2 separate regions of the Ovis aries genome follow, and region 2 is linked to region 1. Evidence: chromatin contacts called from public Hi-C data. All regions are on one chromosome and are shown on one strand. The core of a region is the stretch at or near the end of the contact, and the rest is flanking DNA. Distances in the headings are between cores, read along the strand shown. Region 1 holds the start of CPEB4 (cytoplasmic polyadenylation element binding protein 4). Region 2 overlaps CPEB4 (cytoplasmic polyadenylation element binding protein 4).

Region 1 (4,647 bases), core at 1,265-3,764:
TCCAGGATTTAGGAGCAAAGGCAGAGCTGGGGCGAGCATACTTCTGGAGCTGAATATGATTGCTTGCAAAATTTTTCTTCAAAGGCGAGATGGAGTTCAGGGGCGTTATTCCTCCATTCAGCCCCCTACGGTGATCTCGGCCTTGGGAACCTCCCCAGCCACCATATCCACCACCTCCTGGGCTCCAGGAAGAAGACGGTGTAGGAGAGGGACTCTGGTAGCTGCTCCACGGAGAAGGGGGCTTGTTAAGATTATTCGCCAAATGAGGCAGCTGGTTAAAAGCAGCATTTCTATGTGTGAAAGGTGGGGGATGGGGACTGGCAGGAGACCTCCTTTGCTGCTGATGCTGGCTGTGATGATGTTGGAAATGAGGGTGATGAGGGTGGTGCTGTGAGAGAGGCCCAATCTGAGGAGAGAAGCTGCCTCCGAAGCCAGGGCTGACATGATGGGGGAAATTTTGAAACAACAGAGCACCGTTATTAGCCGAAGCAGCCGGGACCCCTCCCTGGTGAAAGAAACTTGCATCTTCATTGATGATTGTAGAGGAGGAAGGCGCTATCGCTGCTGACCAGTTACTGAAACCAGTGAGAGACGATGCGCTTGATGTCAAGGGTTGGGTAGAAGTACCTAGCCCCGTGGCTTCTTGATAATCAAACCCTGTCAACACTGGTGATTCAATTCTTATTTTCTCCTTCCCATTGCCATTTTCTGAAGAATTGTCCCCTTGATTTTCTTCAGATTTAGTCTTCTCAGTTTCAGGCAATATTCCAGCTTCCTGACCTGGACTGGGGGAGAGCTGCTGCTTTTCCAAAGGATCTTGCGGTTCCTGTTGCTGACTTTTTGCTTTTTCTGATCCCAAGATCTCATCCTGAATGTTATGGGTAGCCGGAGCAGGAAAGAGCCAAGCTGACCCGGCACTGCTGCCATTGGCAGCTGTGTTATTATTTATAAAAGCAGCAGGGCTGGGGGTGGCATTTTGGTGATGGTGTGGAGGCTGCAGATGTGGATGGAATCTGACTGGAAAAGCAGATTTATTCCCAGTATTGCTTTGCACTAGCACTCCAAACCCGTAATCCCCCATTTATTATTTTTAGGCTCAGAATCTTAAGATAAAAAACAACCTGGTATCTCAAGCCTTTGTATCCTCTACTCCAAATGTAAGTTGCTTGTTTGAAACGTCTTATTTTTAGCTAGCTCAAAGATGCAGCTTATCACCCTAAATAGTTCAGATTTGGAATTCTGGTCTCTGAAAGAAAAAAAAAAACTTAAAAAAAAAAAAAAAGCAATCTTAAAACACTGACATGAATCCAACTAGGCTTATTTCTAGGAGGGAATAAAAACGAAGAGGGCAAAAATCAAGTCTTTGGTTAGTAAAATAGGCGCTTTCTTTTTCCAAAGGAAAACGTACATGAATGACAAAAACACAGCTTCTCAAGCATCTATGGATGTAGAAGAATAAGCATTGCGAGGAGTAAAAATATATATATATATAATTTAACAATCACATATGGTCTTCTTCAGCAGTTTAGATTCACTCACATAAAAATTAGAATAGGGCTAAGAGGAGAATAGGTTCTTTTCTTGGCAGCTTGGTTAAAAAAATCAGGAATAATTTAAGAACATTATATATTATATATTTATATATAGATAGATTATATTAGGTTATCTGGGGTGGGGGGCAAATTCCTGGTTGCGGGAGAGGAAATCAGCATTGACTAATGGAAAGATGATTGCAGGGAGGTTTCTGCTCTTCCTGATCCTGTTTCTGCTCTTTCACGGGGTGCAGTTTTGGCCTCTGGGGCTGTTCCTGAAGCTCTGGGTGCAGATCTTGCTGCGGTCGCTGTTCCTGGGCTCCCCCTGGCCTTCTCTCCCCCATGAAATGGTTTGGAAACACACCCGTTTCTCCCTCGTGGGGGTGTCGCGATCAGGATGGATTAGGGAGACTCGACGAGGACGAGCTGGCGGCCCGGGGGTGCGGGGACCAAGGGGGCGACCTGGAAGGTCCTGCGGTTTCGGCCTCTTCCCCTCTCTGCGGCTCCGGGGTTTTTTTCCCTCATGGGACCCAGGAGCGGTTTGTTCAGTTCTCTCAGTTCGATTCTCCGCGGGGGAGGGGGGGGTGGGGGGATGGGGCTTGGGGGGTGCGGGGGGGGAGGGAGAGGGAAAAAAGAAAACCCCACTAGCTTAGTTGTTCTAAAAAAGAAGGTCCTCCCCCCTTTGCTCTCTCTCTTTTTGCCCCCAGATTTTTTTTTTAACTATAATTTAGAAGGCTTTTGTTTCTCCTCACGGTTGCTGGGCCGTCGTCGTCGCCGCCGCTTTACCCCGGTCCCGCAGTCCCCGCCGTCGTAGTTGCGAACTCCGCCTGGCTCTTCTTCTCTCCTTCTTCCTCCTCTTCCTCTTCTGCTGTCGCCTCCGCCGCCGCTGCTGCTGCCGCTGCCGCCGCCGCCGCCGCCTCCCGGTGCCCGGGTCCAGCAGCCGCGGCTGAGTCCTTCTCCTCAGGACCTAGCCGAGTGAAATGACAACCAGCTGGAAAGACCGAGAGACACTTCCGGTTCGAGAAGGGAGGGGTGGGTTAGGCCAGACACCCCGCCCACCTGCCTAAAGGCCAATAAGCTGCTAGAATTCAGATAAGGCCACGCCCACAACCCAGGTGCCCTCCCAGGAAGGTCGAAAAGTTACGTCGAGAGACGCCCCTTCCGTCTGTGCCTCGCCCAGTGAGGCCTGGAGCCTGGAACTCGCTCTACTACCCAGAGGGAACCCAGCGAGTCGCCATCTTTAGTGTGGGCAAAGGACTACTGCGCTGTTTATTTCGCTTAACCACGCTCTGCAGGAGGAGCGTACAGGGGCGCGCGGAAGAAAACGGATTTTCCTAGCACTGTGGAAAAGAGTCCAGGAGTAGGAGATTGGATTGGCTACCCATGAAACCGCGGATGATCGGGAGGACTGCCCAGAGTAAACGTGGTTCCCCAGGCATCTCGTGCTTTGGCTCGAGCTCCGCCCCGGAGGGATCTGGAAGAGGAGGCGGGTTTTACCAGCTGCTGTAAGGTGTCTAGAATTGCGTATGTGCTTGTCCTGAAAGTGGATCTTACGCGGGACTCTCCCTTCACCTTCCATCCCCCAACCCCCACTCCTCCTGCTTGGTTTAGGCTCCCGTCCGGTGCAGTGTTTCAGGCACAAAGATACAGCTGCGGCGTCCGTGGCCAAGCCCTCCTTATCCCCACCCGCTCTAATGTACCTTACCCGCTTATTAGGGGCACATTTCCAAAATGAAGAATCTTAACCAGGATCCTCACCTGTTCTGCTCTCTCTACGACTGCCCACTACCTCCTTGAAAAAGACCAAACTTTTTATCCTCATATTCAAGTGTTTTGCACTCTAGGGGCAGTATATCTTAACATCTCATCTCCTCCAAACGCCCCACAACAAGCTCCTCCAAATGTAATCTCAGTTCCTTTTTACCTTCCATTTCCTCTCTCCTCCACCTGGTAAACTCTAATTTAGTTTTAGGAATCGGATCAAAAGCTACCAACTCTGTCTTCTGAAATCCCTCTTAAATGGATGTCCATGGCCCAGTATATTTCTCATGCTTGTCACCCTCTATTGTAATGGTTGCTTATGTCTCCTGGACCTGTGGTCACCTGTGGGCTTTTTGAGGAGAGGACCTTGTATTGATAGATAGGAATCATTAGCGAATGGATGCTGAAAAAAAAGAGTGAACAAACCAACTACAGTGATATTCTTCCTGAATCCTTTTTTCAGGTCTGCCATTTGGTTTGGGGCTAACGTCTCTCAAACTGTCATCATTTAGGTTATTCATTTGCTATTCAAGGGTTCCTTGTCTTTGTACATGACCACCATCAGGACCTAAATTAACGCCTTGCTCTCAGCAAAGGTTCTAAAGATGTTGAATAGTGAGTATCTTCATTTAGTAGAAAATGAAAAATGAAGAAATCAGAGTAGATCCACAAGTGACTATGGCAAAAAGTAGGGAGTAAAAAGGAGAGATCACAGACTTTTAAGAAAGATCTCATGAAAGGAAATGACTTCCACTAGTCTTTCCTCAGTGGTCCCAACTTCTGCTGCCTCAGTTTATCAGTCCTCCCATATTCCATGTAGAACACCTGTTTGGGATCTGAATCAGTGATTTTATTTATTTATTTATTGTCTTATGTCCTGAACATGAGTCTTTGTAACTCTGCTTTGAGTTCCTTGAGTGTTAGGGATTGGGTCTTATTCTACTGTTTATTCCCCATAACTGGCCATACCTTGAGACTGAGGTGGTTCAATTAGGTGTCCTTTCCTCCAGAATGGTTTCCCTGACTCTCCTTTGTGTAGCATCTTGTAGATTCTCCTCATTTAGTTACTTCTGGTTGTCAGTTAGTCGTGTTTTTTTTTTCCCCCCCCCCACAGGCAGAGATTTTGTCTGATTTATCTGTGTGTCGCTAGTGGCCTTCAGAGGATTTGGCAGAGTGGACTCAGAATATGTTTATTGAATGAATGAATGAATGTTTAATATTCAGTAGATGGTTGAGAGTCTTTTGGGGCTGCCAATTCTTAGTGTCTGAAATAGCTGCCATGCTTGAAGAAAAGAGGGGTATCTTTAGAACCAAACTGGTTATTTGAATCCCAGATCTTCTACTGCCTAATTGT
Region 2 (4,639 bases), core at 1,716-4,215, 67 kb before region 1:
ACACCTGTTTACTGAGTAGGAACAGCACGACAGCACACCCCAAGCCACCTACAAGCATTGAAAAGAATAAAAAGAGGCAAATGAACATTCCCATTAGAATTATGTCGTTCAGGAGAAAAGAAAAAGTCCCTGACCAGCTACACAAGAGCACCCTCCGCTCACATGACCGCTTTCAATATTTGCAGGGGATTCTTTAATAAGCAGCTCCCTTTCTTGTGTCTGACTGTTAGACAGCAAATGCCTCCATTTTGACCTTTGGAATTTAACAGGTATACAGTTCATTAAAGCCTGGATTAAAAATAAAGGATTGCTTTTCCTAAACATGATCAGTAGGGGTCATCAGTCAGGTGGTTTCACCGCAGTGCTAGGGCAAGTCTTTGGTTTTGAAGGATCCAAGATGGTACTGTTAGGCAGCACAAGTAGCAAGATTGCCATTAGATTTTTGTTTTTAATGTTTTGCACACTGATGATAATAATCCTTTTCATGGTGGATAGGGCATTTCATAAGAAAATGTCCATTAGAATAAAAGTTACTTCCAATGACCAGGGCTTCAAGAGACTATTTTTCAATTTACCCCTGAAGCATACTGTTCAACACATAATAACGCCTTTCAAAAGCTAGAGTTTTATTTATAATAAAGCATGCATTACTTGATGAAGTTGGCACTTCAAACACTGACTATGTCCCATGCTAAATTCTGAAACTGTAATGTTATTTTATTTTATAGGAAGAGTAAGATAAACATACGTACCTTTGCACAGATTTACACAGTTACTTAGTTCAACAGTGCAAAACACTTTGCAACTACTTTTTGTTTTCATTTTCTATGTTACAACTAAATTACAGGATATCCAAAGTAACTTTAAATCTAAAAGTAAGCCAATCAGCAGCCAATTTGAATATTGGTTTTGTCTTCCAGTTTTGGCTATACATGGTAGTCTAACACAAAATCAAAAATGATATCCTTGAGGTATCTCTTGATCTGTTTGCTTGCTTTTTTTTAATGTCAAAATGGAGAGCAAAGGCTGACACCTGATGAGTGTTAGGAAATTAGGATATAGAGTTTATATATAACATCAAAAATAAAATTTATACATTTGTTCTTTAGGAGAGGAAATGCTAGTTTTCCCACCAGTTGTCATTAAGTCTAGCTTTGGTAGGTTTCCTGGGGCTGTGACTGGATAAGTAAAAGTTTAAAAATAAATAAGTGCACTCCCCTCAGAAATAAATGTACCCAACTTTTACATTCTAAATTTAAAAACCTGTTTAAAAGAAAATAAATCTAGCTCTGCCTACTTTTTTTTTTTCTGATGTGGTAGTAACTTTGAGGCATAATGAAATGATATTCTGCCTCTAAACCCTTAAAATTAGTTATAATGCTGCTTCAATCTTGCTCATGCATTTGTGTTTGCTTTAACATGCTCTTTCCTGTTAATAATTGTTAACTTCCTCCACTGCTGTTGAAAGAACAGAAAAGGGATGGGAAAAAAAGAGAGGCAAAAAAGATGAAAGAAAAGAAAGAGAAAGGCAAAAGCACTTCCCTGGGGGAAACCCCACATCAGGAGAGACTGATAGTGTTATTGTTATGTGGTTATTTTAATAAAAGTATTCTTATCTGTTATATTATCAACAATAATTTAATTAAAAACCCAAAATACTCTATTGTTTCATTTTTCTTTTAATATTTCTCTCTCTCCTCTAAGAAAATGCTGCAGGAAGTTTGGATCCTCTTAGTCTCCAGCAAAACAAGAGAATGAAACTTCCATGCAACATGATGGCAATACAAAAAAGGAGTTCATACATCTTGTTTTCAGTGACACAGGAATCTACAAAACACCTATATTATAGGTCATTCTCTCTGTTAGACTACTGTTAAGTTACAGACTGCACAAAAGGACATGCCAGCGTGAAGAGGTTGAGGAAGGGGGCAGAATTAACAGAAGAGTGCACTTATTCTGAGGCCTGAAAATGAGCACTGTAGTTATCCTTTAGTTCCAGCGGAATGAAATATGTCGAGGACGGTCACCACCTTCCTTCACCAGGGGCTTGTGGAATTCCCTGCCAGCACGAGAATGAATAGCAGCCCAGCAATATTCACAGTAATACTGCAGACAGGTAACATTAGCACAGAAAAATGGAGCAAATTTTCCCCCACAACGGGCCCCCTGACATTCATCACACAGCTGATCATCCAAGACATATGGCTTAACTTCCACCTGCAATCAAAAATAAAAGAAAGGTGTTGAACACTTCTCAGTGAATGGACCTAGCAACTCAGACATGTGTGTACATTTCCATCCACTGAATGAATGAATCTGTGCCAAGGTGTCCAAAAGGAAGAGTCAATAACTCCTTTACTGAAATTAAATTATCATCTTTTAAGGAACTAGTAAGGTTTTTATGCCCATTATTTTACATTTTTGTCTTATTAATTAAAGAGTTTTCAAATGAAAGACAAGGTTCCAGCATAAATTTAAAAGTGAAGCCAGCTTAATGTTTAAGAACATTACAAGGTTAAACCCACGGGAGAGTCTTCATAGGCACAAACCATCACTTTAATTAGTGGATCTGGATTCTTGTCATACGTGGAATTATAATTTGCACAAGACCAACTAAGAGATTCCCAGAGCCACAAAACAGCACTTCAATGTACAAATCAGAGGGAAGCTGCCTGACTTCTATACCGTAAACCTCTGAGCTGTAAGAAGGTCATGGTTTCTATTTACAGTGTACACATCTTGGGTTATAATCACAAACCTCAAACTCCAGGAAAACAAGACACAGCCATAGTACTCATAATCTAAAACCTTGCTTTGTTCTTTGTCAGGAAGAACGGTTTACCTCAGTCTAAAAGTCAGAGGTAAATTTATAAAACTGGGTCTGTTCCAGTGTTCAATAGGCCGATCTGTCATTTGAGCCTCTCAAGCATTAAAAATAACCTGGCTCTTGATTCTCCAGTGAGAAAAAGAGTTGGTTATTTTTAGACTTGGAGAGACTCACAATTGAAACTCCCTTACACCAGGCTATCACTACCACTGCTGCCATCCACTTCTGACAAGGGATCCTGAGGAAGGCAGACCATGAACAAAAAGAGGAGTGACACAGAAGGCCAGCAGAGCAGATGTAACAAGCAGATTAGGCTTCTGGCCCCGAGGCCATTCCATAACACCTACAGTGTGGCAAGAAGACTGGCCAGAGGACTGGAGATCCTAGCGGGATACAAATTAAGTCTGAATTTCTAATGGCTAACCTTACAACTCCCAAACCGATGATGGAATGAAGCAATGAGGTGGGAGAGACTGTTTACTCAAATGTACATATTTTTTCGTGCAAATAAAAATCCAGGAGGTGTGGTAATACATACAGCAACTAATCCTGCCCCCTTCCTCCATGTTTATTAACAGATCTATACCTTTCTCTTTAACATATTCACAGTACGATGACCACTAGGACGAGAAATTCTCAGCTACCACTTGTGTGGAATATACATGAAATGGAACATAAGCAGTAAATGTAAACCACTGCTGCTGCTGCTCCTGCTGCTGCTAAGTCGCTGCAGTCGTGTCCGACTCTGTGCGACCCTATCGACAGCATGCCCTCCAGGCGCCTCTGTCCAAAGGATTCTCCAGGCAAGAATACTAGAGTGGGCTGCCATTTCCTTCTCCCATGTAAACCACTAGTGACTGACAGTTTTTACGTACTAAATTGAGAAAGTCACAATACAGTCAATCAGGAAAGACTTTTGAGGATAGGGCTTTGGAGTGCTGGTATCTCAGTCAGCCCTAACCAAAGTACCAGTCTGGCATGAAATAAGGAGCTGACACTAGAATGAAAATCAATGCACTGCTTTCTTCATCAAGAAGGTCTTTCTGTGAAAAAATCTCAACTGAACTAAACACTGTGCTTCCTAGTGCAGTGGATTCTAGGGTGAATTCCTATCTCAACACAAACTCATAGCAAACCATTTACCAACTAGCAGTCGATTCACAGGCCACACTCCATCCACCAGAACATAAACCCATGAGTACAGAGACTTCTTGCCCTAGGCACTAAAGTATTTGTTGAATGTCTGAAACACAAAGCTAAGAAATTTGTGAATGCAAAGAAGACATATAAGTGAACACAGAGTCTCAAATACAATACATTAAGAAACAGAAGAGTTATCTCTGAGGTTTTCTCCAGCCTTCTGATGCAGAGGATAAACACAACAAAGAGGAATTTAAAGTGTGAAAATAATTCTAATGAACTACCACCAAATTTCAGGTGGTAAAAGAGATTACAAATGGAAGGATTCTGAGTTCTTCTACTTAATCTGTTATAATGAAATATTATTTCTTAGACACAGTCCTTGAAGTGAATTATTCAATCATTTGTTACACAGTGCATAGGAAAATAGGACTTGCTGAGGTATTCTTGATATCCCAGGTTAAAAAAAAAAAAGGTGAGGAGATCTCAAAGGCATTCAAGTCTATATACTTAATATAATGAAGTACAAAGGATTTGGTAAATATTTATTGAATGACTAACTGAGTAAATGAATGGATGGAGGTGATAGCTTAGGAAAGATTAAGTGGACTCAAGCAAAGTGACTTGAGTATTTTGTTAGGCTACTCAGAACACTAAGAGACAGAAAAAATC

The links. Hi-C and Micro-C count contacts between places; a contact is called where the count stands out from the background.
Region 2: a Hi-C map of mixed tissues shows a contact between it and region 1, with 2.3 times the contacts expected there. The contact joins the enhancer-like site here to the promoter of CPEB4 in region 1. A contact is called at or near these places in 4 of 16 Hi-C or Micro-C datasets (hypothalamus, liver, mixed tissues and 1 more).

What each region holds. Positions count from the first base shown.
Region 1 is chr16:5,767,691-5,772,337 of ARS-UI_Ramb_v3.0, reverse strand. CPEB4 (cytoplasmic polyadenylation element binding protein 4) reads right to left here and starts at 2,514. Exons shown (of 10, transcript XM_060400575.1): 1 at 1-2,514. The coding sequence starts at 1,081.
Region 2 is chr16:5,835,232-5,839,870 of ARS-UI_Ramb_v3.0, reverse strand. It overlaps CPEB4 (cytoplasmic polyadenylation element binding protein 4), which reads right to left. Exons shown (of 10, transcript XM_060400575.1): 10 at 1-2,217. The coding sequence ends at 1,990. Among named protein-coding and RNA genes, the nearest start is that of C16H5orf47, 29 kb to the left of the region's middle. Within about 2 kb of position 2,965, at least 6 of the 54 cell types and tissues checked have an H3K27ac peak or open chromatin away from gene starts, as enhancers often do.